7 separate regions of the Mus musculus genome follow, and regions 2, 3, 4, 5, 6 and 7 are each linked to region 1. A link is a contact called in public Hi-C and promoter capture Hi-C data. All regions are on one chromosome and are shown on one strand. The core of a region is the stretch at or near the end of the contact, and the rest is flanking DNA. Distances in the headings are between cores, read along the strand shown. Region 1 holds the start of Lrguk (leucine-rich repeats and guanylate kinase domain containing). Region 2 overlaps Exoc4 (exocyst complex component 4). Region 3 overlaps Bpgm (2,3-bisphosphoglycerate mutase). Region 4 overlaps Exoc4 (exocyst complex component 4). Region 5 overlaps Exoc4 (exocyst complex component 4). Region 6 overlaps Exoc4 (exocyst complex component 4). Region 7 overlaps Exoc4 (exocyst complex component 4).

What was found. Promoter capture Hi-C pulls out the DNA fragments that hold promoters and counts their contacts. A called contact is a pair of places that touch in the nucleus more often than the background predicts.
Region 2: a contact with region 1 is called in a promoter capture Hi-C map of hippocampal neurons, with 4 times the contacts expected there. The contact joins the enhancer-like site here to the promoter of Lrguk in region 1. A contact is called at or near these places in 5 of 39 promoter capture datasets (the 3T3-L1 cell line, the C10 cell line, hippocampal neurons and 2 more).
Region 3: a promoter capture Hi-C map of the HPC-7 cell line shows a contact between it and region 1, with 3 times the contacts expected there. The contact joins the enhancer-like site here to the promoter of Lrguk in region 1. A contact is called at or near these places in 3 of 39 promoter capture datasets (the HPC-7 cell line, HPC-7-derived erythroid cells and stem cell-derived epiblast-like cells) and 2 of 484 Hi-C or Micro-C datasets (the HPC-7 cell line and regulatory T cells).
Region 4: a contact with region 1 is called in a promoter capture Hi-C map of embryonic stem cells, with 4 times the contacts expected there. The contact joins the enhancer-like site here to the promoter of Lrguk in region 1. A contact is called at or near these places in 6 of 39 promoter capture datasets (the 3T3-L1 cell line, the C10 cell line, embryonic stem cells and 2 more), 1 of 15 datasets of contacts at CTCF or cohesin (the NIH/3T3 cell line) and 1 of 9 other capture datasets (adipose tissue).
Region 5: a promoter capture Hi-C map of hippocampal neurons shows a contact between it and region 1, with 3 times the contacts expected there. The contact joins the enhancer-like site here to the promoter of Lrguk in region 1. A contact is called at or near these places in 10 of 39 promoter capture datasets (the 3T3-L1 cell line, the C10 cell line, the HPC-7 cell line and 7 more), 7 of 484 Hi-C or Micro-C datasets (the HL-1 cell line, the N1E-115 cell line, cerebral cortex and 4 more), 2 of 115 datasets of contacts at active chromatin or transcription factors (astrocytes and embryonic forebrain) and 1 of 9 other capture datasets (macrophages).
Region 6: a contact with region 1 is called in a promoter capture Hi-C map of the 3T3-L1 cell line, with 3 times the contacts expected there. The contact joins the enhancer-like site here to the promoter of Lrguk in region 1. A contact is called at or near these places in 4 of 39 promoter capture datasets (the 3T3-L1 cell line, cranial neural crest, hippocampal neurons and 1 more), 2 of 484 Hi-C or Micro-C datasets (embryonic fibroblasts and olfactory sensory neurons) and 1 of 9 other capture datasets (adipose tissue).
Region 7: a Hi-C map of the N1E-115 cell line shows a contact between it and region 1, with 2.7 times the contacts expected there. The contact joins the enhancer-like site here to the promoter of Lrguk in region 1. A contact is called at or near these places in 2 of 39 promoter capture datasets (hippocampal neurons and stem cell-derived epiblast-like cells), 3 of 484 Hi-C or Micro-C datasets (the HL-1 cell line, the N1E-115 cell line and embryonic stem cells), 2 of 115 datasets of contacts at active chromatin or transcription factors (both in embryonic stem cells) and 1 of 9 other capture datasets (embryonic stem cells).

The regions. Positions count from the first base shown.
Region 1 is chr6:34,027,516-34,031,635 of GRCm38.p6, forward strand. Lrguk (leucine-rich repeats and guanylate kinase domain containing) reads left to right here and starts at 1,933. Exons shown (of 20, transcript NM_028886.1): 1 at 1,933-2,238. The coding sequence starts at 1,942. Gm38786 (a long non-coding RNA gene) reads right to left here and starts at 2,209. Exons shown (of 4, transcript XR_868961.1): 1 at 2,125-2,209.
Region 2 is chr6:33,540,890-33,545,009 of GRCm38.p6, forward strand. All of the region lies in intron 9 of Exoc4 (exocyst complex component 4), which reads left to right. Among named protein-coding and RNA genes, the nearest start is that of Gm38785, 100 kb to the left of the region's middle. Within about 2 kb of position 2,307, at least 13 of the 459 cell types and tissues checked have an H3K27ac peak or open chromatin away from gene starts, as enhancers often do. A contact at or near this core is called in hippocampal neurons, where this site is marked.
Region 3 is chr6:34,493,513-34,497,632 of GRCm38.p6, forward strand. All of the region lies in intron 2 of Bpgm (2,3-bisphosphoglycerate mutase), which reads left to right. Among named protein-coding and RNA genes, the nearest start is that of Gm52898, 16 kb to the right of the region's middle. Within about 2 kb of position 1,964, at least 68 of the 459 cell types and tissues checked have an H3K27ac peak or open chromatin away from gene starts, as enhancers often do. A contact at or near this core is called in the HPC-7 cell line and regulatory T cells, where this site is marked.
Region 4 is chr6:33,618,936-33,623,055 of GRCm38.p6, forward strand. The region is part of intron 10 of Exoc4 (exocyst complex component 4); the gene reads left to right. Among named protein-coding and RNA genes, the nearest start is that of Gm38785, 180 kb to the left of the region's middle. Within about 2 kb of position 1,961, at least 7 of the 459 cell types and tissues checked have an H3K27ac peak or open chromatin away from gene starts, as enhancers often do. A contact at or near this core is called in embryonic stem cells, where this site is marked.
Region 5 is chr6:33,680,585-33,684,704 of GRCm38.p6, forward strand. All of the region lies in intron 10 of Exoc4 (exocyst complex component 4), which reads left to right. Among named protein-coding and RNA genes, the nearest start is that of Gm38785, 240 kb to the left of the region's middle. Within about 2 kb of position 1,842, at least 64 of the 459 cell types and tissues checked have an H3K27ac peak or open chromatin away from gene starts, as enhancers often do. A contact at or near this core is called in the HPC-7 cell line, the N1E-115 cell line, cerebral cortex and 3 more, where this site is marked.
Region 6 is chr6:33,719,394-33,723,513 of GRCm38.p6, forward strand. The region is part of intron 10 of Exoc4 (exocyst complex component 4); the gene reads left to right. Among named protein-coding and RNA genes, the nearest start is that of Gm13853, 270 kb to the right of the region's middle. Within about 2 kb of position 2,003, at least 15 of the 459 cell types and tissues checked have an H3K27ac peak or open chromatin away from gene starts, as enhancers often do.
Region 7 is chr6:33,767,718-33,771,837 of GRCm38.p6, forward strand. The region is part of intron 11 of Exoc4 (exocyst complex component 4); the gene reads left to right. Among named protein-coding and RNA genes, the nearest start is that of Gm13853, 220 kb to the right of the region's middle. Within about 2 kb of position 2,119, at least 19 of the 459 cell types and tissues checked have an H3K27ac peak or open chromatin away from gene starts, as enhancers often do. A contact at or near this core is called in the N1E-115 cell line and embryonic stem cells, where this site is marked.

The DNA of each region.
Region 1 (4,120 bases), core at 683-3,182:
GAATTCATTAACAAGCTACAAACCTAAACTGGGCAGGTTCTGACACTATGACAACCCAATGAGGCTATTAATAACCAGATGAATATACCCACTGCTTGCCAACTGAGTCTTGTTTTGTTTCATGTGTGGCCTCAGGGTGAGCTTCTCTTGGCCACATGATCATGGGCCATCCTGCCTCATGGAGTCCTCCTTCTTCCTTTACCTTTTTCCTTCTCCTTGTAGTCCCTACCTAAGACCCCCTACTCCATTTCAAGTTCTGCCTTCCTCTCTCTCCTTCCCAGTCTTGGGCTCTAGCCTTTTATTGTCCAAGCAGAGATTGGGGAGAATTCTTTATAGCACATTGGTCAATACAATGCCCACGTCTAGACTGAAATGTGACCTTGGGACACAGAACAAGCATCTGAATGCACAGTTCACGAGACCAACTCCAACAAATAAACTCTCCCCAGCCTGTTTCATTCTAGTCCTTGTAGGGCAAACATGTTTTTCATGTTTTGAAATTATTCTTTGACAGATCCTAACTCTACCATCAAACATTTTTCTCAGTAGATTGCCGTTAGCAAAGTTCCCTCTGCTACAAATGCTGATTAAGTTATTGAAGACACACATAGGGTTTGCGTTTTTATAATTTCTGCAAGAGCAGAGCGAACACTCTAGTCTTCTTAGTTAGGTGGATCCAGACCCTAAGGCAATGAGGTTGGAGAGAAATCCCTTGTCAAAATCGGTACCCACTAGGAAAAGAAATAACAGGCAAGGCAAACCTAGCAGAGAGATACTTTCATTGCGCCCTTTCCAGTTACGAGCCGCAAGATAATGAAGGAAGGTAATTCTGAAAGCTTTATGTCAGTTTTAATGGTCCCTCAAGCACTAAGAAAGATAATAGTCAATGGATGGTGTCCATAAGAATTTTTTCTCCTTTTCCCCTGACAGCCATTGATAGGATCATTTTGTATTTGTAATGGCTGTCACTGAAGCATGGAGAAATGGCCCAGTAAGGCCAGAGGATGAAGACAACTTCCCTGTCAGGATCTCTGTTGTCATTGCTATGGCAATAATAGTTGCTACAGTTCTCGTTCTGTTTTTCTATAGCATGTCTATTTTGTGGAGCTTAAGGCTATAGGATTTGGGTTTCATAAAATCACACTAGCAGAATGCCATGCCTTTTCTAATCCTTCAAGAAGAACATTTGATAAAACTATTCAGCAGGATGAAAATAATTACAGATGCAGGTCACTTGACTAATTATTGATGGAATACTAACCTCTTCACAGGGGTTCAGATACACTACAATTAGTTTGATTTATTTTCCTTTTCTCTCCTCCCTTTCCCTTCCTTCCCTTCCCCAATCTGCCCCTCTGGTCCCACTGCTAGCTTTTTTCTTCCCAAGGACCAGACTCAGAGTTGGACAGGTATGTAAATTAACTACAAATGAGCTCTTAAAATCCTTTGGTAGTTTCTCTTCATTATCTACAATGAAAGGAAAAGGAGAGGAGTCAGGTCTTTTCAATCTTCTATGTCACGGCCTCATCTCCTCCCACGGCGCTGTGCATAGTGTTAAATTTCATCTTTACTAGCTTTCCGACCGACAGAATTAGGGATGTCAAATGCTTCCAAAGTTCGATGGTGTGAATGAAGCCAGACTGGAGATGCTTGTGTGAATGTTATCAAATGTGAGGTGAACAAGCTCAAAGAAGGACAGGCAGCAAGAAGACAAAGAAAGTGGGTGGAGAAAAGGGATTAAAAGTACATGCAAAAAGGAACAACACTAGCCACTGAACGTAAAGAGGAAAATAAAAGAAGCAGCAGAACGCTGCAAAAGTGAACGCCAATGGAGACCTTGACAGAATGTGCAAGTACGGAAGCTTGGACTACAGCCCCCCAGAGTTCCTTGCAGCGCCGCGGGCCATGACGTCAGTCTCCTAGGCAACGCGTATAAACAAGATGGCGGCCTTCGAGCGAAATCCCTCGAGATGGAAAGGCACCCGTTTCAGGCGGGGTTTGGGCGCCTCTCGCATTGCAGCCCAGGCGATACTGTCGCTCACAGAAAAACAAAGTCAGGGCCGTTGGCCTTCTTTCCCCCTGGGTCTGAAGTCAAAAGGGACTTTCAGAAGCGCCTCCTCTTACCTCCTCCACCAGCTCATCCACCGCTCTCATGAGGCAGAAGCGGAGCAAGAAGAGAAGCAACAGGAGGACGGAGAATCTGAAGAGTCAGAGGAGTCCGAAATGCAGAATTTGGAGGTGTGCCTCCCCCCCTCCCCAACCCGCACCCCAGTCTCAGGCATCCTCCAGCCGCTCAACCTGGCTGCCTCAGCGGCAGCTTGCTTCTGCCTTCTCTAGCCCTGGGCTCAGCCCACTCCACTCTAGCCAGAGGGCAAGGGCTTTTCTTTGCTGCTTATTTTTATTCCCCCATTTCTCGTGTGCTTCACCTCCTGTCTTGGAGAAAGGGGGTGAAACCCTCCAAATATTTACTTTCTTTTCCTAGTTTCTTATCTGTCAGATTACACACTGTTATAACGGGGGGAAAAAAATCAGTGTACCAGTATGGGTTTAATGCTTTCAAAATTACGCATTGACAAAATTATGCGGGCCATTCATCTTCTTCCTTCCTCCAGGGTGGTTTAAAAAAAAATCCCAATGCTCTGCTGAAGACGAAATAATGTATACGTTTTATATGTTACTTCTGCTCGGGGTATTTGTGTGCCTATTTAAGCACTCCCACTCTTTCTGGTTAGAAGGGAGCCACAGCATGATCAGAGAGAGCCAGCTCACCCCTAGTTGGCAGAGTTTGGCTTATGGGGAGCGTTCCCAACGCTCTTAACTATTTTCCTAATCTCCTGATTCCACTTCCCTTCCCCACTTGACTGTATTCCCACACACCGACTGTCCTTCCTCATCCCTTCGCTTCCTTCCACCTTGCATTCCCTTACTCCTAGTATTGGCTTCTATTTATTGTGCTTTTTCAAAATCGTAGGTTGATCTGTTTCCCTCTCATACCCAGTTAGGCTTTTCTCTCTGTCATAGCTACTCAGAACCAACATCTTTCTTGATTTCACTTCTTGCCTTTTTTCGCTGCTCCCCCTTCTTTTCCCTCAGCTTCTTCACAAGCCACCTTTCTCCCCCTGTCAAACATGGCTCCTGGTTTGCCTTCTTTCTTGTCCTTCCTGCCTCTGACCTCCCGTTACTCCACTTCTGCCCTCCTTTCCCTGGGCTCTTGTCTCTAATGCCCTTTCCTGCACTTGGAATATTTGGCCTATTTCCCCCCTCATCCCTCTTTTTGTTTTTCCTAGTCTACATCTTTCTTCCTGGGCTGGTTGCATTCTAACGTTGCTTGAAGTTGGCTATAGCAGTGTGCTGGCAATGGCGTTCTTGCCATTCTCACCCGGCACTGAGAGGCAGAGATAGGGTGATTGTCGTGAGTTAGAGGTTAGCCTGGTCTACACACCCAGTTTCTGATTAGCTAGAAACACTGATAGAACCACACAGTGAGACCGTGCCTTAACAATAACGATGATGATGATGATGATGGTGATGCTGGTGATGATGATGAAGATAATGATAACAAACAACCAAAAAGGCCATCATTTATTTTATTCTCCCTTTGTTGGTTAATTTTCCACCTTCAGCTGAGACTACGACAAACCGTAGCTGTGTTTGTGCTCCTTCGAAATGTTTGTGTGGTTTCCACCATCTTCCACCCCAGAGGAATTCACAAATGAACCACCAGCATTACTTATGATTCTAATTAGCACAGGCTCCTTGGATATGAGTTCATTAGCGCCATCATTAATCTGTCTTCAGGATGCCATTAACAAGCCGTTAGAAGGGGTCCATCCAACTGGCTACCCCTTTCTGGTTTGGAGACTATGTTGAGAAAAAGTTTATTATTTCCTCCAGTTATATTCTAAATACTGATACTGACTTTTCACGGTATTGCATTTTAAAATGTGGAATGAGCTGAAAAGTTGTGAAGTATACGTTCTTGTTGAGTGGTTGATTTCCCGTTTCTCACCCTGATTCCAAGTAATCACGTGGTGGCCATATTCATCAGTGCAGCCTGCTTCAGACTGCAGAAGCCCTGATGACTTTAAGGGAAGCGGCTGAGACTGGCTGTTTGGAGCAC
Region 2 (4,120 bases), core at 1,057-3,556, 490 kb before region 1:
GTCTTTTTGATGTCATTGAATTTTAAATACATGCATAGGTTGCCATCAGCCACCCTGAAACTTTACTGTTATCCTTAGCTCTGAAAGTTTGTGTAAAAATTTTGTTCTATTACTAAGTGGCTGATAGAAAAATTTTAATGGTCCTATTTAACCACCTCTTTGCAAAAGTAAATGATTCAGGTGTCATATAAGGGACCTAAATATAATGGAATGTTCAGTGAATGATGAAGTCTGACCATTGTGTTTCAGGGATTAAATGGATGTAGGTCTGAGAATTGGTTTAGGCAACTTGACTGTCCTTTGCTGTAGCCATAAGACAGAGACAGACATGCTGTAGTGGCGGATTTTGTAATCCTGAGTGTGTACTGTGAGCCTGTTACAGATAGCTCTTGAATTTTTCCTATTCATAACACTGATGTTCTTCTACAAATATTTTTGGACCAAAGATAGGATCACTAGGTCTAGACTTGAGTATTCAAAGGCTACTTGTAAAACATTTTCTGTGAGCCCTGTGGTGCATTCATGAATACACCTAGGACCCTGTGGAGATCCACTGAGTGGCCGTTAAATTAAGATAATGTTAAGACTTAAATGTGTATTAAAAATGAGAAAGTATTTGTTTTCATCCCAGTGAATCTAGTAATCCTCATTTGTTATAAAAACCCGGAAGAGGAAAAAAAAATGCTGTGAGCAGTTATCACTTAAAGCTGTAGCAAGCTGTGGGCCCGATGTTTGTCTCATTTTTACAAATAATGCAGGAGAGCTAAACACATGGGCAGGAAGGTATTTGTTAAGGCAAGAGTGACAGTGAAACTTTATTGTTCTGATTGTGGACACTGGCAGGTCCTCATTCGCTTCAGCATCTAATGTTTTCTATCTGAAACGAATTCTCGTCATCCTTACTCAGAAGGCATAGCCTTCAGGTCCTTGGAAAATCCAGTTCCAAGTCTATAAACCGTCAGCCATCTTCCTTCCTGTGTCACTCATGTGCACGCCATTTTGAAAGGGAATGGGTTTGTTTGGGGGGAAGCACACTGAAAAGAGGAGCTGAGGAAGCTTGTCAGCTCTGTTGGTTAATGATCATGCTGGGTCTTCATGGTGGGAGCTCTCAAACTTTCAAAATTTCTTCTGCTCCTAGGTTTCCTTCCCTTCCCTGCCTCCCACACACTGAGAGGATTCTTGTTGTACACTTGCGCGCTGCATTTCTAAAATGCCTTTTGAGTGGACTCTAAATTAGTCTAAGATCATATTTTGAACAAACATAATGAAAAAGAAAATATTCTTTAAAGTAATACACAAGTATTTTATTAAGCAAATAAAAACAGATAAGTTTCGTACATCATTTTAATTAAGTATTTAAATGACAATATGTACATTCTAATTTCAGAATCTATGTTTTATTTGGTTACATAAGTATATAGTGAAATTTAATAGCTTTAAATTTTTATTTGCTAGCTGTACAGTACATAAAAATAATGTCCTTGGAGAAAGTATAGGTGTAGTGCATTAACTTAGTGATTGTCTATAAACCACTGTAGCAAGACTATCCCAGCCTCTGCAAAGAAATCTCTTAGAATGAATAGTCAGAGCCATTAAAGCAGAACCAGATGGGTCCAAGCTTCTTCCCTTCCTCCCTGAGTCAAGGAGGAGACGCTGAGAGTCCTCTTAGGCTTTTAGGCAAAATTATATACAATGCTAGCAAACTGTGTATAATGTACAATGGAAGAAAACAAGTTGTTTATGAGAAATGGCACACAGAAAGAAAAGGTTCCTGCATTTGAAGAGCCCTTTCTTCCTTCCTTCCTTCCTTCCTTCCTTCCTTCCTTCCTTCCTTCCTTCCTTCAGTTCTTCCCTCCTTCATTTCAGCAATTATTCTCACAGTCTCACCATGTGCTAGACAGAATTTCAGACACGAGGGATAAGCAGCACGCAGGCAGAGAGTTTTCTGTTTTTGTGGAGCCGACATTTGTTTTTATAGAATCTGATAGACATGGATTGAGCAAGCAGATTGGGTTGTGGGAAGAACAAATGAGAAACATGAGTCAGTTGAAGGGTGTGCTTTTTAGCTTTTTATCAGGATGCCAAAATTGTTGAGAAAAACAGCTTTAAGAAAAACAGACGCATGATTTCAGAGGTTACAGGGACCAGTTTGTCCTTCTAGTCATGGATTCTGACTGACTGGCCCGTGGTCTCTTTTGGTTATGGTCGTTTGTCTTTGCCCTGAATGCCAGATGTAGTTCCATTGGTGTTGCCTGCTGCCTCCACCTCCTCGCTTTGCTCCAGTGTGATTGCCACACAGTTCTCCTCACAAGCCTCCCAGTGCTATTGTTTTCTTCTGTTTGTTTTCTGTCTATCTCTGTTCTTTCTTATCCCATACAGTTTAAATAATCCATTTGTTGGATCCTTGGCCTACTTTGGATTTTTTTTCTCCTTTAGCTGCAATAGAAAATGGTATTTGGGTATTTTATTTTCTATTGTAAAAATAAAATGTATAATGATTTTATGAGAAGCACTTGGAGAGAAATGGCTATTTTCTGACGTGAAACATTAGATTGAGGCTGGACAAGGCAGCCTAGTATGGGGGAAATTGGTCTGTAATTCTCTCTCTTTGTTGAATTCTTGTGTGGTATCGTTATCAGCTGGCTGTGGCCTCATAAAATGAGTTTTGCAATATTCCTTCTGTTTCTGTTTTGTGGAATAATTTGAAGAGTATTGATATTAGCTCTTCTTTGAAAGTCTGGTAGAATTCTGTGGTAGAACTGTCTGGCACTGAAAGTGCTTTGGGTAGGAGACTTTTAATGACTGCTTCTATTTTCTTGGGCTTATAGGTATATTTAAACTGTTTATCTGATCTTGGTTGAACTTTGGTAAATGGTATCTATCAAGAGATTTGTCCATTTCTTTTAGATTTTCCAATTTTGTGGAGTACAAGTTTATGAAATATGACCTAATGATTTTTGGGATTTCCTATGTGTCTGTTGTTATATTCCCATTTTTGTTTCTGCTTGTGCTAATTTGGATATTCTCTCTCTGCTTGTAATTAGTTTGGATAGTGTTTAAATATCTTGTTGATTTTTCAAAGAACCAGTCTTTGTTTCATTCATTCCTTGTGTTCTCTTTGTTTCTATTTTATTGATTTCAGCCCTGAATGTGATTATTTCCTGTCATCTACTCTTCTTGGGTGTGTTTGCTTCTTTTTGTTCTAGAGCTTTCAGGTGCATTGTTAAATTCCTAGTACAAAATCTTTCTACTTTCTTTATGAAGGCACTTAGTGCTATAAACTCTCAGTATCACTTCCATTCTGTTTCTTAAGTTTGGGTATGTTGCACATTCATTTTCATTGATTTCTAGGAAGTCTTTAATTTATTTCGTATTTCTGCTTTGGTCCAGTGATCATTCAGTAGGGAGTTGTTCAGTTTCCATCATTGTAGTGATTTGGATAGGTTTGGCCCTTATAGATTCACCTGTTTGAATGCTTGGTCATAGGGACTATTAGGTATGGCCTTATTGGAGTGGGTGTGGCCTTTTTGAAGGTATTGCATCAATCAGAGTCTCCTCCTGGCTGCCTTCAGATCAAGATATCGAACTCTTGGCTCCTTCAGCACCAAATCTGCCTGTACAATGCCCTGCTTCCCACCATGATGATAATTCACTGAACCATTGAAACTGTAATCCAGCCCCAATTAAATGTTTGCCTTTTTAACACTTTACTTGGTCATGGTGTCCCTTCACACCAATAGTACCTAAGACAGAAGTTGGTTCCAAAAGTTTGGTATTTCTGTAATGGACCTAACTATGCTTTTGTTTGGAGGAATGTGGATTTGAGGACTTTGGAAAGCAGTATATAATGCTTTAAGTGGGACTTACTGAGTCATTCTAGTAGGAACATGGAAGACAGTGGTCCTAAGTGTGATTTGAACTGTGGAGGCCTGGCTCAAGAGATTTCAGAATAAGAGGATTTTGGTATGTTGCAGAGATCATTCTTGTGATATTTTGGAGAAGACCGTGGCTGGTTTTTTCCCTCTTCCAAAGAGTTCTCTGAGGCTAAGGTAAAGAGATTTAGATTAATTGCATCGACAAAAGAAGTCTCAAAACACCCTAGGATAGACCCTGTTCTGTG
Region 3 (4,120 bases), core at 714-3,213, 470 kb after region 1:
CTGTGGCCTGTGAGTGGCACTCCCTGGCACAGCTGTACAAAGAGGCTGTTTGTGGAGCTCATGCTTCCTGCCAAGCATAGTCCTAGACATTTTGCACAGATATCTTGTTTCATGTAGAAACCTGAGTGTGGCCTTTAGCTCTCTGGAGAGCAGTAGCTCAATATTGGGTTTTACTCTGTTGTTTACTGTCTCCAAATCCTATTTCTTTATTTCATGGGATCAATCACTGATCAGGAGGCTTGACAGAAGCTTTAGTTAAAACAAGCAAGCTTTTTCACACCCCAGTACCGTGGATGAATCCGTCACAGCATGCTAGGTGAAGAAACCTCAGCAGAGAATGCTGCGTACCGCCTCGGCCCACGCATGTGGCACGTGGGAGCGAACCAAGCTACAAGGTCCAAGCAGAGCTGAGTGGCAGAGGCAGGCTGCATGTCTGCAAGGCGACTCGGGGTCAGGGGATGCTAGGCTCTTGGGCATCGTCACTGCAGGTGCCTACACCTTTATAGACGAAGCTTAACGGAGCTGGCTGGCAGGTGCTTTAGTGTTAATGTAGTGAAAATGGTGCCTCAGAAGAGACCGGCTTCATTCAGTGTAGTCAGTAAGTGAAGTGCCCTTAATCGGGACCTTAGTTTGTGTTCCACAGAGTGATCGTCTGAGTGGGATTCAATCCCAGGACCCCTATTTGCCACCGTATTCTATAGCCATGTGCTTCCATCTGCTCTCTCCACATACACACAGTGGAATTAGATGAACACACCTCCCTGTGTCTTGAAAACTCGAGTGGGCATTGTTACGGCCTTTTCAGTCTTCTGGAGCTGTGTGGTGCCGACTCTCTTCAGTGCCTAAGCCATCAGCAGGCCAGGGCCACCCTTCAAAGTTCTGCTTCATGAGATGTTACACCGAAGATGCTGGAAGAGTTTGTGTGTATTTTTATTTTTATGGTGCTGGGGATTGACCCAAGGAGCTCACACCTTCCAGACCAGTGCCCTGCCACTGAGCTGCACCCTAGCCTGACCGTGTATTTTGTTAGCCTTGCCAGTGTTACTTATACAGGTTGTGAAGCCTTCTGATGGCTTTTCAATCCCAGACTGATGACCTCTTATTTGTCACTGTATTCTATAGCCTTATGCTTTCATCTGCTCTTTCCACTTGTACACACACACACACACACACACACACGCACACACACCCATACCCATCTGTGTGCTTCTAACATCATCTAGTAAGGCTAGAAGTAGGTTATGGACCTCTTGGAGTCAATGTGTGTGAGCAATACAGTTGAAGACAATGTTACTGGTTGGAAGTTAGCTAACATTCTTACCCGAGGATCACCACTTTAGGAGCCTCGTGGCAGCATCTCTGACAGGCTCCCTGTCTGCTGAGCCTGGTCTGTAACCTGCCTAGTAACGTATTTCTATTAGAGATCGATTTACGTGTAATCTGAGAATGCTTAATATTTTCAGAAGACAAACAAGGCATGGGATACTATACAGTAAGAAAATTCCCCCAGGGACTGCTTCACTGGTTTTCAGAACCATAAATAATTGCCTACAATCTTGTCAGTAAGTCCAGGTTAAAGCCGATCTCGCCCCTGACAGTTGTGCTTCTCACAACGCTGCAAGAGAACTTTGAATGCCCGCGGGAGAGCTAAAAGCAACCTGTTGTGCACAGTTCCAGACAGGCGTGTGTTTCTTTTTCTTGTGGTTGGCATAGTTGCTTCCTGTTTGTTTCCTGCTGGTCCACACTGAAGGAAAAGCCGAGTACCTAACTGAGTGTTGGATGTGGTCTGTACCTTGCCAGAGGAAGTAGATTGTTTAGTCTGGTTTAAGCACAGGATCAGGCAGATGCAAGACAGGGATAAAGAGTGGCGGCAAGAAATTTGTATAAGACTTGGACTCTGTCCCTGGAGAAGTGTACACAGCTGCACACACAGCAAGTCAGACACAAGGTGACGTGAAATGAGAGAAATGAGAGGAAAGGTCAGCTAGAGCTGGCTGCCAATGGCGGCTGAGGTGTTTGTCACCTTTGGCATTTAGTAGGATATTTTCAGAATCATGGAGTTCAAGCCCTCTTTCCTGGGAGACAAATAATTGCTTAGTGGTAGAGCTGAGCTAGCTTTTATGCAAGCCTACAAAATCTATAGTAGCCTTTATTCTTAAATAGCGTAAGATTTTAACTGTAATTTAACTAAACAAATTAAATTATAATTATTTGAATACATTATTTAAATTATAAGTGATTTAAGTGAATAAATTTGGTAAATTATAGTGAATGAAAAGTTAACTAAAACTGAAAGGTGAATTCATCTCTCTCTTGCTTAATTTTAAAGCAGCAGCTATTACCCTGCCATCAGGTTACAGGGTAATTTAATACCCTGTTTTCTTTGGTTTCCCCAGGCTATCTTTTAATTGTATGTATGTGAAACTAAAAATTTAGAAGTCTAAAATTAAATTTACTTGTATGGTCACCTGTAATGGACAGTCTCTTCTTTCAGCCCTTACTGATAATAGAAGAATACACAGCGTCGTTGTCCCATAGGTCCAGTGGGGACAAAGAGGGGTGGGTGGGGGTCTCACAGTTGGCTGCCACCAGATTCACTGAAGCTGGGTGGTGTTTTTGCTTTTTTGTTTTTAATCCTAAAATATGGGCTTTCCTTTCGTCCTGTAGCAACTCCTCCTGTGTCCCTGAGTGCTGCTTTTCCCCATTTCCTGCTGCTAAAAGATTTGTAGGCATTTTAGAGAAAAGCCAAAGAACACACAGAACAGATTTGTGCAGTTTGCTTGATTAGCACTAGGTATAAACAACTTTTTTGTTCCAGGCTAAGAACTGTTTAAATGCACCTCCCACACCTCGTTTCTTGCTCAGTTCATAATGAGAAAAGTCTTTAATCAAGGCTTCAACAATAAAGACTAGACTTGAAAGCCAAGAAAGTTAGAATTCACTCAGTTCAACTGTATGCCCAGGGCCCAGTGATTCAAGTCCTGCTTTTGGCCCAGGAGCTAGAGTACACATGAATGAGTGAGACACACAAGGTCCTGCCTATGGTGGATCCTATGTGCCCCTTCTGATCTTTCAGAAATGTCACCCAAAAATGCACATCTGATATGACCTTCCTTGGAGTGCTCTCATGCAAAAGCCTGTTGCTGGGGAATCTTTAACCTTTATTCCTTATAACCTGCAATCCCATGTAAAAAGTGCATTCTTGGTGGATCCAGTGGTGACATACCTAATGTATCTGACGGACCATATAGCTCCATGTTTTGTGCCTCCTAGCAGGCAACCTTCGAAAGCACTGCTCACAGATGCACAGATTCCAGTTATATTCTTGTAAGGATGGTGAGGCACTGCCCGGAGAGCTGGAGTCACAGAGCAGAGTTCTCATTCTGGCAGAAGCCAGGATTTGTTCAAGTGCTTCTCCCAGAGGTGTTGGGTGGGGCATTGTGGTTGAAGTACAGTGTCCTGTGTTCTAGTTTGTTACCATGACTTAGAGGGAGTGCCGGCAGGTTGACTTTCTTTTTTTCTTCTTCTTCTTCTTCTTCTTCTTCTTTTTTTTTTTTTTCAGTTTTCCGAGACAGGGTTTCTCTGTATAGCCCTGGCTGTCCTGGAACTCACTTTGTAGACCAGGCTGGCCTCAAACTCAGAAATCCGTCTGCGTCTGCCTCCTGAGGGCTGGGATTAAAGGCGTGCGCCACCACGCCCAGCCTGCAAATTGACTTTCGGAAGCTACTCCTGCACGTAGAAAATAAGTTATTTAAGTTTTCCATTTTGGGTATCAATTTACTCACATGGTTTTCTCCTAAACTTTCGTTCTTTCTTATCTGAAATGCTTCCACCATTTCCAGTGGTTGCAGTGGGTTTCGAGAAGCTCCTGCATAGAGACTGGAGAATTAAAGATGCTCTAGGTATTCCGATGCTTGCCTATGGTAGGCTCGGCCCTCCAGAGGCTGGGGTAGAAAATTTCCAGTTCAAGGCAAGCCTGTGCCACATAGTTAAACGCTGAAGACACCAGGTGTAAAGTGAAGAGATGGCTTCAGAGGGACTGTGATGGAAAGAAGGTAGAGAGAGAGAAAGAACCTGGTGCCATTTCCAAGAAGGCGCTCTTGGACTTGGTTAAACGTGA
Region 4 (4,120 bases), core at 711-3,210, 410 kb before region 1:
CTCCACAAAGAGGCTGTGATAGAATTTCTCATGGCTTTTTATGCATACAACAGAAAGAGAAAAAGATTGTCATCCCAGTTATCCATGCCCAGATAAAAGCCCATAGCCTCACTTTGTGTGTGTTTGCACTGCATGGTAAGCATGGCTTTAGGTTTTTAGTTTGGCTTTTTCCTCATCTGTAAGTCAGCTTCCAATGCATCCTTTAATTTTACAGATAAATTCTTTAAGTTCCTACAGATGGCATAAATCTCACTAAGCATTTTCAAAGTTAAATATAAAAAAATGTGATTCTACTTTCTTTCAACTCTGTGGCTACTCAAGCCAGCAAGTGCTCTCGGATCCTTGGTTTCCTAGTATACCTAATCTAATGGACTCTTGCAGTTTATGCGGAAGGATTTGGTGTATTTTAAATTTCTGTCTTAGGGAGATAGTTCTGTTTGAGAGCACATACTAGCTTAGTATCACCTAATGAATTGGGATTTATATGACATGTGTATAATTATTTTACAGTCACTGTTTTATTTATAATGTGTTCAGCGGCATACCCACTAGTTCTCAGAAATCATTTCACTCTTTGTTTTTTAAAGTGTCTCAATTTTTCCCTGTATTTGTTGAAGTTAATAGCAAAGTGTAAAAACACTTATAATTTTATGATATATAAACTATGTCTTAGTAAGGCTATATATAATATATAATTATATAAAATGAAAGATTCTACCTACCTAACAAAGCCATATATTGAAAACACAGTAGCCTTCTTTCATTAGCCTTATCCTGATTTGGTGGACTGTGCTGCTCCATGCATTGACTGCCATATTCCACAACTAATTCCAGTCCTAAAACATGGAGGTATCTCAGTCACTAATTGAAACTCTCATTTTGATAAGAACTTGAGAAGGGTTCAGTAATTCTAATTTCCTACTTTGCTGGCCAACACAATGTAAGGATGGAATTACCCACCCCATTCACAGCTTATTACCCTGTGTGTTCACTCACGAGGAAATAATTTAAGGCAATTTACTCCCAACTGTTTTCCTCATGCTGACCCCATTATTAAAGTAATCTCAAGGTTATTATTTATTTTGAAATTATTTAATTTCCGTAGCGATTGTAAATTTATTCACACCTGATCTTATTCTCTCTCTCTCTCTCTCTCTCTCTCTCTCTCTCTCTCTCATCCCCCCCTTGCTCTCTGTCTGTCTGTCACTCTGTCTCTCTCTGTCTGTCTCTGTGTGTATGTCATCATGAAATGTCCACATTGTGTGTGTTTATGATGTTTCCTCATTATGTCACCAATCCAGGTCCTAATCGCTCCTACCTCTGTTCTTCCCTGATGATTTCCTGCTTGTTTTGAAACCTCCCTAACAGTGGAGGGAGGGTTAGGGGGAGAAGGGGACCTGACATGCTGTGTCTCTAGTGAAAATGTTCTTGGGAAAAAGTTGTTTGTTTTCACACTAATAAAACTTCAGTTTTATAATAATACTCGGGCAATTGGAGCTCTTGCCTCTGTAGACACTCATTGTCTTAGACAAGCAAGCAACGTCTATGTACTCTACCTATACTCCTAATGTTCTAAGAAAATGAACTGTCGTGTTGTAAATGAACCATTTTGAAAGTTTTAAAACACTTTGATTTTCATAATTTTATAAAGCTTTTTGATTCATTTTCATTTTTATTGCCTTGTGCATTGTAAGTCTCCCCCCCAAATTTTTTGTTTTTGTTTTGTTGCTGTTGTTTTTTGTTTGGTTGGTTGATTGTTTGGTGGTTTTGTTGTTGTTGTTGTTTTTGGGTTTTTTGTTTGTTTGTTTGTTTTGGGTTTTTTTGTTTGTTTGTTTGTTTTTTTTTTTTAGATAATACAGTACCTAAGTTTTCCTTTTCAAACCAGTTGTGGGCAGTGTCTCTCTGCCCCTGCTTTTAGTGCTCTGGTGACCTTGGTTTGGTGACCTTGGGTCATTGCACTCAGTGTGGCTTTGACTGCAGACCTGCAGGAGTGGAGCCTGGGTGTGACATCCGGTTCTTACCCTGGCCTGGGGTGGCCTAAAGAGTATTTTCAGCTTCACTGAAATCTCACATTTTCCACATAGGATGGTACAAGTGTTAGGCTAACTATAACCCTTTATCATCAATTGATCCTGGCAGGCATTGTGTGAACAGGGCTTTTTCTACCTAGATTTTTCTTTTGTTCATTGTAGAGCATTAGGAAGCTGAAGGATTTTTTTTACTAAAACTGGGCATGGATGTCTATACTTGCAATCCACACACACAAGAAGCTGAGTCAAGGGATCTGCCATACATCTGAGGCCAGTATAGGTTACACAGCCCTGTGGCAAGCAGCAAGACAAATCAACCCTCCAAGTTAGAAATTGAGGATTGCATAGATGAACAAAATTAGCTTTTTAATTTGATTATGATCAAAGCATCAAGAGTAAGTAGAAATAAAATTCATATTGGGTTTAAACTTTGCAAATGTTACATTAAATATATATTTTTGTTATTCTTTAGATTGATTGAAAGCTTTTTATTAATTTTATTTGATAAGTTTGTAAACTTTCTCTCTCGCAAGGTATTAAACTTTGTTTTACAACATAATCCCCATTCATGTGAGTCAAAGTCTAAAAATTTTTGTTTTACATCTGAAGACCAAATAGATGCTCCTGCATCATGCTAGACAAGAGAGTGATTAATGACTCTGATCAAGATCTGAACTGAAATAAATTTTGCCTCAAATGGAGAGAAAATAGTCTTAACACATATCCTACTTGCTAGCTAGCTCACATATATGTGCCCCCCTTTTGGGGGTTCTTTCTTCTCTTCTATGTAAGATTAGAAAAATCTTATGATCTTGTCCTAATTTAAAATAGCAATACAGTTAATTTTTAAATGCCTAAAATAAAGAGTGTTGACAGCCAGCACTTCATATGTGCGTGGTCTAATGCCTTTCTCACCTTACATAAATCTCTGGGAAAGCTCTAGGCAGGAAAAGGTTTCCCCAACACCATAGGCTGTAAAGTGGACATAGCCAACTGCTCATTCAGCTCTTAGAGCAGTCTCTGAGACACTGACGCTTCTGACTTCATTCTCCTACAGGAGCTCACTGCTCACCTTGTAAGAAAAAAAGGATTCCTGCTGAATTCCTAGGAAAAAGCAAGTCAGAGCTTTTCAAAGAATGATTTTGCTATTGCCTAAAGAGCAAATAGCCTTTCAGACACTCCACAGGTAGTTATTTAAATACAGTTAAGCCCCTGATCACACATGCCTTTGATGAACCTTCCCACTTTAAATACATCAAAGGAAGTAAAGAGAGTTGAGAGAGCCATTAGAAAATGGCTCTAATAAACACTAACATTGATCCCCTTCCTTCCCCAACTGAGCCACTTCTTTCCTTGTAGTAGCTATCTGGGCGGGCTTCTTATGGAAATCAAATGCTTGCTTACTACTTAAAAAAAAAACAAAAAACAAAAAAAAAAACCAAGTAATTAAAACAAATAAGCAACCACATACTCTTTTTTAAGATTTCAGGGAACCCAGGCAGTACTGTTCTTGTGCACTTTTGGCTGTGACTTTTAAGTTGAACCTTTTTGATGGTAAATAGCCTCTTGCTTATGCCTGTGTGTTTTGGCTTTAAAAAAAAAATCAATCTCTAAGAAAATGGGCTTCCATCTCCCTTTCAGCCCTGTCTCCTTTGATGATTGATGTTAATTCAGTAAGTTGCTGACCCAAGAAAAAAGAATTGTTTGTGCTGTTGTTTTGAATAAATAAACTTACAAAGAATCAATGGCTGTAGCTTAGAGAAATTAGGTGGTGGAGAGCCTTCAGTCTCTTCTGTCGTGTTTCTCATGTAAATAAAGCAGGTCAGATTCTTTTTCAGGGATGCAAACTTGCTTCAAGGGGAATGAATTTGTTTTAATTTAAAAATAAATGTTCTCTCTGTAGCTGTGGTGAGAAAAATTTATGTTTATGAAAACAACAGATATTTACTTGTCTAATAATTCAAAATTGGCAGAAAAAATCATGCTTATGTGTTTAGTGGGCCTCACCTTTCATTCCTGTTGTTTGATGGGAACTCGGTCTTCTATGTGTGTAGAGGATTTTGAAGGTCTTTATATAGTTACAAAATTAA
Region 5 (4,120 bases), core at 592-3,091, 350 kb before region 1:
AAATAAATAAATCCTTAAAAAAAAAAGAAAGCCCAAATTATACCTGCCTTTGCATCCGCCATCTGGGACATTGTGCCATCCTAGAATAGTTTCCTGGACTACTTAGAAGGAACACTAATATGCTAATCAAGTCTTGTGCAGAGCACAATATTATACTTCCAGATCTAGTCATGTAAAGTCCTAGGATGTTCTCCAGCTTTTGAACCTTAAGTATTATGCCAGCTACTTCAAACATCATTTCAATAAATCCAATTTGAAATCTGTATCATGAACACCTATGGCATTATTTGATGCAGTTCTAATCAGTTATTCACACTGTAGGCTGAGTTTGTTTCTCAGTACCGTCTAGTGAATTGTGATTGCTGATCTGATGGGTGATATCCTTATGCCTGTGACTTGGGGACTACATTGATTCCCTCAGGTATCGTGAGGTTATTTTAATATAAATGAGTTTATTATTTACTAAATGTCCATACTGTGTGTATAACTGTCACTTCATAATGGATGCACCTTGGTCATTCCTGTGTCATTCCTGTGGCTGTGTTAACATTTCAAGACTCTCATTTCCCAGCTCTGTCTATGCTGTGTCTGTCTTTAGCCTTCCACTTTTCTTCATGTTTCTGCCTAGCGTTTTTTCATTCATATTTTTCTTTCCATTCCTATAGAGTTTCACCCATGCTTACATTTTGCTTAATTAACAGTTTTCGCAGCTGTATTCAAAGTCCATTAAGCATTGCTAATTGTTACTACTTGGTTGCTTCCCAGGGTTTCTAAAGAAGATAAAATAAAACAGGACCAAACATGACACCTTGGTTCACTGGGGTCATCTTGATCCCTATAAAACCTAGCATACAGCTTTATTAAACTGTGTTTTCTCATAGTGAGCCACACATACTGTGATAGCAATTTAAGATGACAAAGTATTATTACTGCTAGAGAAAACTTAGATATATTTTAAAACATGTTTACACTACCTTACAGATATAATTTAAAAACAAATTGTATACACTAAAGCAAGAAACTTTTGTTAAGAAACTTTTGTTTTTCTCCAAGCAAAAAAAAAGCCCAGAGTTGTGAGCGGTTGTCAATGGTACATGAATATTCAGATAAACCACCCAGGGTTACTTGGTTGTTTAAGATGAGGCTTGATCCAGTAGCATTTGAAAAAAAAAAGGGGGGGGGATACTTTTTGCCACTCAAAACAGTGCCACCTCATCTTCTTGGAGTTATATAGACCAGGGAGTTTTGGTAGATAATGTGTGGAGAAATATGAGAAACACATTATTTTAAACTCAAAAGAGGGACAAAGAACATGGAGTAGTTTTTCCTTTTCCCAGCTGCCCTCTGGTGGCAAAGACACAGCAGACAGCAGCCATGCTGAAGGAAGCTGCTTCCCTGCTTAAGAGGGACCAACCAGAGCCTTGCCTGTGCATGTGTGATTCCAAAGCGGAGTGCAGGGCCTCCTAATTACATCCTGCTTCCCCGTGGCATCTGCTCTTATCGTGGCTGCTCCAGGCTCCACCAGCTCAGTCAATACTCACATATTAGCAGGAGACAATCGATAGAAAAATTAAAAAGGAAAGTCAAGGTAATTAGGCTAAAGCTGCTGCTTATGAGTTTTCAATAATTGCTTTCGCTTCCTCTTGTTTCCTCATCTCTAGAAAAATAGGGCCTGATTGAAGGACTGGGTCGTGTTTGACTGAGGACATGTCAAAATTATACAAAGGCAGGCAGGAAATAGAATTAAGCTGTATTTGTTTTAGAGCAGTAAAGGGGCTTTGCATGATGGCAGGGGAAGAATAGGAGCTGATTTAAATGTCCCCATTAGCAGCTGTGCCATTGTCCCTACCTGTTTCTGTCACCAGCTTCTGCACCACTAGCAGGAGCCCACTCAGAAGCACCATGACACGTCCTATACCCAAGCTCCAGGGGAAGGCAAGAGGGAGACTTCCCCCAGAAAGCAGCATCCCGATCACTCTGGAAATTTCATTCTACCTTTTACAAAACTATGAACTAAATCAAAATCTCCTAGTTGCTAGCCGTTGTGTGCCGCTGTTGAGCATTGGTCTCTGGGTACAGTTGTCATGGATGGCAGCCCACTTATGAACACATTTGGGTGAACTGTATTTCCTAGGACAGGAAGTCAAGTCTCCATTTTGACCTGCCTGGGCATTTGTGTCCTCTAAACAGAGACACCCTTCGTCTTCTTGTTGCATGGTACGGTGCCAACTACCTTATAGAGGAGGAAATACCAAGGGAGCCCCTCCTCTGAGAGTGATGAATCAAGAAGGGGAAAAAAAAAGGATAGTTTTGTTACAGAGATATTTTATGTTTTATGTCCATTTACAGTCTACATATGCATGATTTCTGTCAGCTTAAAGCACTTTATAAACTTTATAACCAAATTATGTACTTACATCATTTCATTCACTGTTGATATATAGCTGTTAAACATCTGCCACATGCATATTTCTTTCAGGAAAAAAATGTAAAAGAGAATTCGATCTTGGTAAATACACAGGAAATATTGAGATGAAAAGAATATGATATGGAAGTATTTATTGTGCACCTGCTATGTCTAAAGCATAGAAGAGCCCACTGGCAAAAGACAAAAAAAAAAGATAGAACTCTTATCACCTTCCCCACGTGCCCCTTCCTTCCTCCCTCCCTCCATGTTTGTTGATCAGAAGTGAGTGATAATACCTGTGTTTGGGTCCAGGGCAGTCTGATTTACATCATCTCGTTAACTTAGACTTTTTCTTAAGGTGTAGGGATTGATGTGTCAAACTGCTCTTGAGGCAGGTAATTCACATGTTATTGTGGATAGGGATGCTATGGTGTGGCAAGGGGAGCAGAGGCCTAGAGAGCCAGGCTTGCTTGCCAAGAGCTGTTGCACTGATTCCCCTCTGTCACTCCTCTCCTACCTGAGCTTGTGTCTGTGACTCTGTCACCTGGAGAACTTGTAGCAAGGGGACTATGTTATGATGCATGACATGAGTTTGACATTTGTTTAGAATTGTACCAGGGCTCTGTAGAAGACTCCTGCTTCCCCTACAGCCTTCGGTTGAGGTGGAGAAATTACAAACCAAACAGCTTTGATCACCTTCCTCAGCTTCCTTGGCTCCACCTCCTGGTCCTTTCCATCCCTCAGGGGAGTCCCCGTCACAGCACTTAGACTCTCCTGCCCTTCTCTGGCCTCGCTATGATCACTTTTGGGGTGTGTGGTAACTACTGTGGTTTTTAAACAGTCTTCCTATGTTAGATCTGTAACTTACAATCCTCCTGCTTCAGCCTCCTTACTGCAGGTGTGTGTGTGCCTTCATGCCTAGCTCTGAGGAAAATTTATCTTTGTAATTTTTTTTTTTTTGGTTGTGAGGGTACATAATGAGAAGAAAACTTTTGAAAGTTGGCTTTCATTTTGTACCTCAATAGTACAGAGTCTGTCTGTGCTGTGAATTCCTGGCCTGTGGGTCTCTAGACATCTCTGCCTCAACCATTCATCTCCAGTATGGGGGTTAGGATTACATATGTGAGCCACAACATGTGGCTTTTCATGAAATGGAACTCAGGCATATGTAACGATTGCTTTTACCTGTGAGCTGTCTTCCTGACTTCTACGGAAAATAATGGAAAGTTATTTTTCTCTCCTGTCATTTTATTTCAAAGAAGGTTCAACAACACCCCCTCCCTTTTCCTCTTGTATTTATTGTTTCCGTCATACCTCCATATTCTTTGTCTTTAATTTTCTATAAAAGTTTGGGTACTGAATACAAAATAACTGCAGTACAATAGTATGCCACCCTTCTGGTGATGTAAATAGATAGTAGTAACTGTGACTCAGGTTTAACTGCCTGATTTGACTTGCAGGTCTGCTGCATTTCTTTCTAACTTAAAACATTTCAGCTATGCCTTTAAATGACCTCTGTTGCTGTCAGTGAGTTATGCAAATTTACTGTTTGTTAGTTAAGAGGCATTAATAAATGTATTTCTATGAGGCATATATAATGATGCAGAAATATGAATGAGAGCTTTATGCGAAACAAAGATGTATACAGTGACATGTGATTGTGGGTATACAAACAGTTCAAATGTCTTAAATGCCCTGAATAGTGTGTCTATA
Region 6 (4,120 bases), core at 753-3,252, 310 kb before region 1:
CTGGAGACATTAGTATATTTAGGGGGAACTAGGAAAAGCAGCCACTTAGTGATAGGGGAATGTTAGAACTAATAGTCACTAGCAGTGCTTGACAGCCAGCTGTATTTTCATCTCTGTTGATCAAAGTATCGCCTAATATCTTAGCATTTAGAGTTAATATGCTTTCTAAAATCCCACTTTCTTCATATTTGAAATAAGTCTTTGTTCCTTTAGTTGCTTTCTAAGAACCTTTTAATTACAATTTGATCATATAATTTGTCAGAATTGCCACACCAATAAAATTTTGTTTTGTTTTTCTAAATCTAGAAAGGGAAACATGAACAATATGAGCAGCCCCGTCTATGTGTTACAGTGAGAATTTGTCATTAAACATATTTTAGCTGGCTTTTCATATTAATAGAGAGACAGCCTTTTCACTAAGGCTTGAAAACACTCCCGGATTCAACAGAAGTCCATCAAAAGAGTTTTGCACAAATAAATCTTGTGTGTCATGTCTCCTTTTCTTTCCCAGAATTCTACTATAATAAGATCCCAGATTGGGTGGAAATGACTCAGTTTCTACAAGACATGCCATACCCAGTCCTTGGCAAGGAGTATCTAAGAAATCATGGCCTGTCACAAACCTCCAAAGATCTACAGGACCTGTAAATCCTACACCCCACAGCAGATTCTCTCATTTGGTGATCTGTCAGGAATATCCACAATGACAACAGCTTACATTAGCATGGTGATATATTTTTAAATTGAGAATTAACCTTTGTTGGCTAAAATTGAAAATGAGAATTGAATGCACTAGAGAAAACTCTTGTTCTAACCTGAGCTTCATATTGACTGCTCACAAAGCTGGAAAGATGACCTTTCATTGCTGTAGAGTCACAAGGCCATGCATAATCAGCCACTCTCACAATAGTAGATTACAATTCCTATGTTCCCACCATGCTTTGGTTCTAAAAACTAATGTCAATTTTTAAGGATTTTTTCTGTGGTACATCATCTAAAAGCACAAGTCTGAAGCTATTTATGGTTTAGTGGGTGAAGGGCTTTTGTCACAGAAGCATGAGGGCCTGAGTTCAAATCCACAGAACCCAGACAAAAGACAGAATACTGCATGTCTGTAATCACAGCAATCCCCTGAATGAGGGGACATGGAGGTCTGAGAGTCCCCAAAACCTTCTGGGTCACTGTGCTGGCTTATTTTATGACATCTTGACATAAGCTAGAGTCATCTGAGAGGAGGGAACCCCCAATTGAGAAAAGGCCTCTATAAGACTGAGCTGTAGGAAAGTCTATAGAGCCCAGCCCATTGCAGGTGGAGTCATCCCTGAGCTGGTGGTCCTGGACTCTATAAGAAAGCATGCTGGACAAGCCACGGGGAGCAAGCCAGTACACAACACCCTCCATGCACTCTGCATCTTGCCTCTAGGTTCCTGCCCTGCCTTCCTTCAGTGATGGACTATGATGTGGAAATGTAAGCTAAATAAACCCTTTCCTCCCCTACGAACAATACAGCAAGAGTTGGTAGACTTGAGCGTAGGGTCTGTGTTTGACATGTACAACTTCCATTTCTTGAGGATGTCATTTCCCTTCTCTAGGATTGTTTCTTTGTCTGCAGAATGTAAATACTGGAATAGCAAGGAGGATAGACAGTCTTTTCTTTCAAAAGTTCACTGATCCATTCAATAACTAGGCTAAACCTTGATGATAGCAGCCCTCAAAACCCATATACTCAAATCTTTTGGGGTACTTGGTATATATGTAGAGAATTTTCTGCATTTCCATGAGGTCCATACCTGATTCATCATGGTCATTAGACTGGACCGGTAGAAACCTGGGCTGAAATTCCCAACTGTACTCTTGGCTTGGTCACAGCCCTTATGCCCGGGCATGTTGTCTGACTTATCTTTAGTTCTACCAGCTGCAAACACAAACAAGGCTTCCTTCCCGACAAGCTGTGTGATGAATGACAGCACGATAGTCTTGTTGTGTCAGCAGCAACCTATGCTGATGTTAATTATAACCTTGTGGTTTCTGTTTCCTATTAGAGCTGTGCCTTTGTCCTCCTAGCTCTTGAGGTGTTTTTCTACTTATTTGTATTAGGGATGAGGACAGCCAAGTTGGCTCTGCAACAGAAGGCTGCCAAGTATCATAACTGAATTATAGTGTTTACTGAAACCAGTATCTCTTAAGCTTTTGTTTAAACCATGTTAACTTTCATAGCTCAGAGGAATTCATCAATCCTGACTACTAGTTATTTGTCAAAATGCTACATTAGGAAATAAAATGTTTCTGCATATCTAGGTTTCCTAAAATAAATGTAACCTCTGAGGGTATGCAAGCATTCTAGGATTCATACTAGTTAGATGCTTGGGCCCCTGGGCTTACAAATAAGCAAATATCCTTCCTTGGTTTTGGAAAACTGTTGGATTATTTCAGATCACACACATACACCCATCTTTGGGGCCTTAAGGGCATTAACATTAATGGAAGTGATGCAAAATTCAATTAGAAATTATCTGATGCTCCCTGCATGTCGATTTCACTCTACAAGGAGCCTCTTCTGCAGAATCTGCCTGAACAGATGAGACTCGGCACAGGCAGGGAGAAAGCTGTCAGAGGAGAAATTTCAAATAAGGGCAGAAAAATGATCCCAACATGGGAGCCCTCTTCACAGCATTACCCTTAGCAGAAGTAGAGCCTAGGGCAAGTCACATTATAATAGACCTAAAATATTTTAAATGAATGCCAAGGAAGACTGCTACTTTAGATTAAATGTTCCTAGGACTAGAGTAAATAACCATAATTGAACATGCAGAGAGACTATAGTGATATCAAAGTCTGATTGCATTGTGTGGACTATACAGGACAAAATAAGGTTCTGGAGACCTATTTCCTGGCTTAAAGGGCATGACACTAATGGATTCTACCCTAGTCACAAGCCTGAGGCATGGGAGAGAATCATGCCAGAGTGGAAAGACTCAAATATCAAGACAGACCAGGGTTTAAATTCAAGCTGTGTCCTTCAATTCCCTAGTGGCTTTCAGCAAACTACTGTACTTCATCTTTAAAATGAGAATAATGTGATTGGGCCTTGTGGTACATGTCTGTAATCCCAACACTTAGAAGACTAAAACAGGAGTAATGTAAGAGTACATACAAATAAACACAAAAACACATACATAGAAAAGTGATATCAGTCTCATAGAGGTTCTAGGAAGACTAGAAGTGAAGCTCATATTCATTCTGATGGTACTTGATATCATAGCATTCAGCAAAGTATTTTTATTTATTTACTTATTTAATGTATATGGCTGTTTTACCTACATGTGTGTCTGAGATATATATATATGTATGTATATATATATATATATATGTATATATATATATATATACATACATACATACACACATATATATACACATATATTCACACACATATATATATACATATATATACACATATATACATGTATATGAGTGTATATATATATATACACATATGTGTGTGTGTGTATACATTTAGCTTCTTCCTAATAGTGTATACACACACACACTCACACACATATGGCCCTTGGAAGCCAGAAGCGAGTGTTTGATCCTTTAGGACATTGTGAGTCATCATGTGGGTGCTAGGAATTATGAAATATCTGGTTGTTTTTCATATGATTCAGTTTGCTTTCTGTGGACAGCGTATGAATGTGATAAATTCTTCATACTTCCATCCTTATGTTCCTACATAATGAAAGAGTAGTCAGTTCTTTTAACCACTGAGTTGCCTCACCAATGACCCTCAATAAATGTTTAAAGACCTTCTGTGATACATATTTTATCATGGACATGAACCTTTACATATCTTGAAAATTTTACCTTTTTAGCTGCTTCCTAATAGTTGGAAATTTCAGAATATTTATGTCTTCATTTTCTAAGCCTCATTGCTGCATAGACTACTAGATACTACTAAGATTAGACATATCAGTAAACTAGGGTTTGACTGTAGTTGATTCCTGAAAAAATATTATATTCATGAACACACAAAGAATATCATACTAACATTTGAAGCACGGCTGTGTGTGGCATCATCATCACGAGGCATGGTCCTGGCCGTCATACTGTTTTCGATTCC
Region 7 (4,120 bases), core at 869-3,368, 260 kb before region 1:
TATAACTGTCTTAAAGGTTTGGTCTCATCTCTGAAGGATAAAAGATTACATTCTGGATTGCTTGTTTGTTTGTTTGTTTGTTTGTTTGTTTGTTTTAGTGACATTTTTGGTTAATGGGTCTTTAGAAATCCTCCTCCAAAATGAAAAAAAATAGTTATATTTAAACTAATTTCTATAGAGTATAGATAGTAATGCAAAGAGGCTAGAAATAAACATTTAGTAGGGTTTTTTTTTCCTTTTTTCTCACCAAAAAAAAAGTATAGTTACCCCAATATCTATTTTATAGGGATCCTTAGTTATTTCAAATTTTTGTTTTAGGAGACCCATCTCATAGGTTATAGGCTCATTTAAAAATAAAATAATAAAATTCAAAGCAGCAAGCTAGCAGCTTTCATCCTGACAGGGCCTGCATGGGAAGTAATTACAGCTAGTGGCACTTCTTACCAGCTTTACGTGCTGAGCGCAAGGCTGTTCGAAATGGCATCAATATAGGGATAAGCCTTGAGCTTTAAGCTGGGAGTCTGAATTTACTTTTTATCATGTAATGGTGGGTTTGCTGATGGCCAGCTTAGTTTGTCACCTAGACTTTTCCATGCATCAGGCCACATTTGAGATAAATATTTTGAAACATTGAGTGGCTGCTGTCCATTCTGATCTTCTCTCAGCCCACTCTTTGGTGGATAAGAGAAGAGAAGGTAATGACTTATGACAGGTCTGCTGACGGGGACGAAGCTACATTAGTCCTCTGTCACTCAGGTCTTTAGAAGGCTGCCTTTGCCTGAAATACATTTGACTTTATGTGCTAACAAAGGCATCTTCAGATTTATTTCTTTTCCTTAAATGTTAGAGAAGGGGAAGAGCATCTCAGAAAAAGAAACTGGGAAGAAAGCAAGCTGGCTCAACAGCCCAAGCAAATGATAGCTATCATTCTCAGGAGGGAATTGCTGATCTGGCAAGATTCCTGGTAGCAGCCAGATGAGTAGAGACAGAGAACTGCTGTACTTAGGGAATTTTCAAGGTTCTTATCCTAAGTAATTTTTGCCCTGTCTGTATGTTGCCATTCTGGCTTAGGGACATTCTAGTGAGAAAGTGAATAGAAACAAGACTATCTCCGCTTGAAAGTTAAATGACCCTTTAAAGATTAACCGTTCAAGGAAAGCAGCTGGTCTTCTTCATGCTTTTCAAGGTTCCTACTCAACTTGTCTGTACATAATATTAGTGTGAGCATCTACAGTGGGCTGGGGAAATCTGGTCCATTGCCTGTGACAAGAATAACAGAATTCAGTCGAGTAATTCCCCTGTGTTAAAAGGCTATTGAAACTAAATGTCAATATTTATTAAATCCTTGCTCTGTGCCAAACTTATGGTTTCATCTCTGAGTGTCTTGGGACAGATGGATAGGGAGTACCAGTTGTGATGGTTCAGAAGCCAGGCACTGTACAGGGTGAAGAGAGGCACTGGGGGCCTTAAGAATCAAGAGAAACATTGGGTAAGAAGGATTCTGCATTGTTGTTGGATGTGTGTATATGGAGAAGAAGGAGAAAGTGTCCTGAAAAGGGGACACAAGATTCTCGGTGATCTAAAAGGACAAAGTGTCTGTGCAGAAGTGGAAGGAGAATGAGAAACAAGGTTAGACACAGCACCCCAGAGGCCATCTTGAGCTTTACAGGGACCAGCTTCCTGTTGACGTTTGACAGGGAAACATGAAAGGCTTTAGGGAATGCAGATCCTCAAGGGCAAGCCCTTTGAAGAAGACTGTGACTTTAAAAGTCAGAGACCTGGCATCACAGAGGCAGCTGATGTAGGGACCTAGTCACACTGAGCTAGACTCTCCTATGAATGTTTTGTTTGCTGGAGACTGAAGCTTGAAACAAGGGCCTGAGAACTGCCTAAGATAGGTGAACGCAGGCTTAGTTGTTTGAGGTTACTCCTTTGATGGATTGCCGTAATTGGCCAAACAAACTCAACAAACTGATTTCCTGGAATTTACATTACAGGTTTTCATTCCTTTGCCACAAAGGCCTCACAGGCCAGAGCTCCTCACCATCTCTGCCCACAGGAGCCACCAGCATCCAGAGCACATCCGGGTTGCTGAAAGATTAAGCTGTACATTTCTCATTCAATTTCTCATTCATTCTTTTTAGACCCACACAAGCTCTGTCAGTTGGAAATCCTGCCCTGGGGAGTAGACAACCCACAGCTAGCTCATTAACAGGTTATCTGCGTCATTGTGTCCTTTTTAGACTGTGAATATTAGGAATAGTCTTTTGAGAAGAAAAAATCATCTCAGCTTCTATTTGGTTTCTCTTTCTTTTTTTTCCCCATCTCAATCTTCTTTTACCCCTCATGGTTACAGCTCTTCTCAAGATGGATGCCCTATCTGTAGAGTCCAGAATACCGTGGGTATTCACTTGCAAATATGTACAAATTCAAATTCAGATAACTGCACTTAAATGAGCAGTTCCCTACCTCTGCTCACTGGGTGGACCCAGCACTTCTCTCTGCCCGATTTCCACTATAAGAGCTTAATTGCTTTCCCCCTTTTATTCCAAGAGGCATTTCTGAATTGGTTGTCCTCTTGGCTATTTCAAGGTCAAGGCTGCCTATCAGGTACTTGCAGAAATGCTTTGGTGAATTTGTTTGCTGTGTTTCTATGGCTTTCAAAGCTATACCAGGGCAAGCAACCTGAACAGAGTAAGGGCTGAACTGTGCTAATTTCTTTCCATTTCCCAACCAAAGTTGCTCTTTTCTTTCATCCTTTCCAATTTTGCCATAGATCAGTAGAAATTTTTAGCACATAGTAGGTTCACACTGAATGAATAAATGGAATTGCCAGCAGTGTTGTCAAAAGATGTACAAAAGCAAACTCACATTATTTTTCAAGTGAGACACCATTATATTTTAAAATAAATTTTCTTTCTGAAATTTTCCTCACAGAAAAGATGTAAGGACAGTGCAGGTCTCCTGAGGTTTCTTGCTGTCCATAGCCATGGCAGTTTAATTTTTATTTTTTGATTGTTTATTTCTTTTTATTAATTTTTTCAATTTTTATGTAAGTATATATTAGTACACTAAGCATGTTCCCCCTGAAACCTCCTTCCCCGGCCTTTTCTTGTCCCCCTGATGGTGTCCTTTGTTCCCTTGGACACTTCTTTCATGTCGTATGTGCATACATGATAATGTATAGCATATAAAATCTAAGAGCTGCAAGTGAGAATATATGCAACGTTTGACTTTCTGAGACTGGCTTATGTCACTCTAATGTGATTATCTCCAGTTGCATCCACTTACCCACCAATGGCATTCATCTTTATGGCTGGAAACGTTCCTTTGTGCATATATACCACACGTTTATAAATCCATTCCTCTGTTGCTGAGTCCTACTTTGTTCCATCACTTAGTGGTTGTGAGTAATACTGCAGTGACTGTTGATGTGCATGTGTCTCAGTGCTATGTTGATTGCACAGTATGTAAATGCACAGAAGTGGTGTATATATACTTCACGTAGTGATGATGAGGTATCTTGTAGACTATCCTACAAAGTGTGCTTGCTGGTTGTTTCTCCTGACTTCATGAGAATTGTGTGGTTTTGGACATCTCAGATCTTCTGATGGGACCCATCACTATTGATGTGAAACCATGACTGCTGGTCTGAGACCCTGAGTGCCTGTTAGGGTCTTTTGATACCAAGTTATCATCCCCAACCCAGTTTTTTCATACTTCATACATTATCCTGAGTCCCCATGGTATCCTGTTTAAAAAGCAACTATTACATGCATTGGTATTTAATCTTTGTGTTGCAAAGTTTTGTATGTATGACAAACACATAGTATCCCGTGCCTACCATTTTGAAAGGACCTAGGCAATTCGAGTGACAATAATGGCAGGGGGCAAAGTGAGCACAGGAAAGCCATCCTTACCAACCGAGCAAGAGATTCACTAGCAGAAGATAGCAAAGATTTGATATGTAGCATGTAAATAAGCTAAAGATTTTATTTTTCATGAGCAAAATATTTAAAATAAGTTGTAATTTATAAAACCATTGTTTAGTTGTTGAGAATTTTCTTAATCAGTCACTGTGTTGCTATTTTTTAATCTTGTATGAGTGAATATAAAGCTT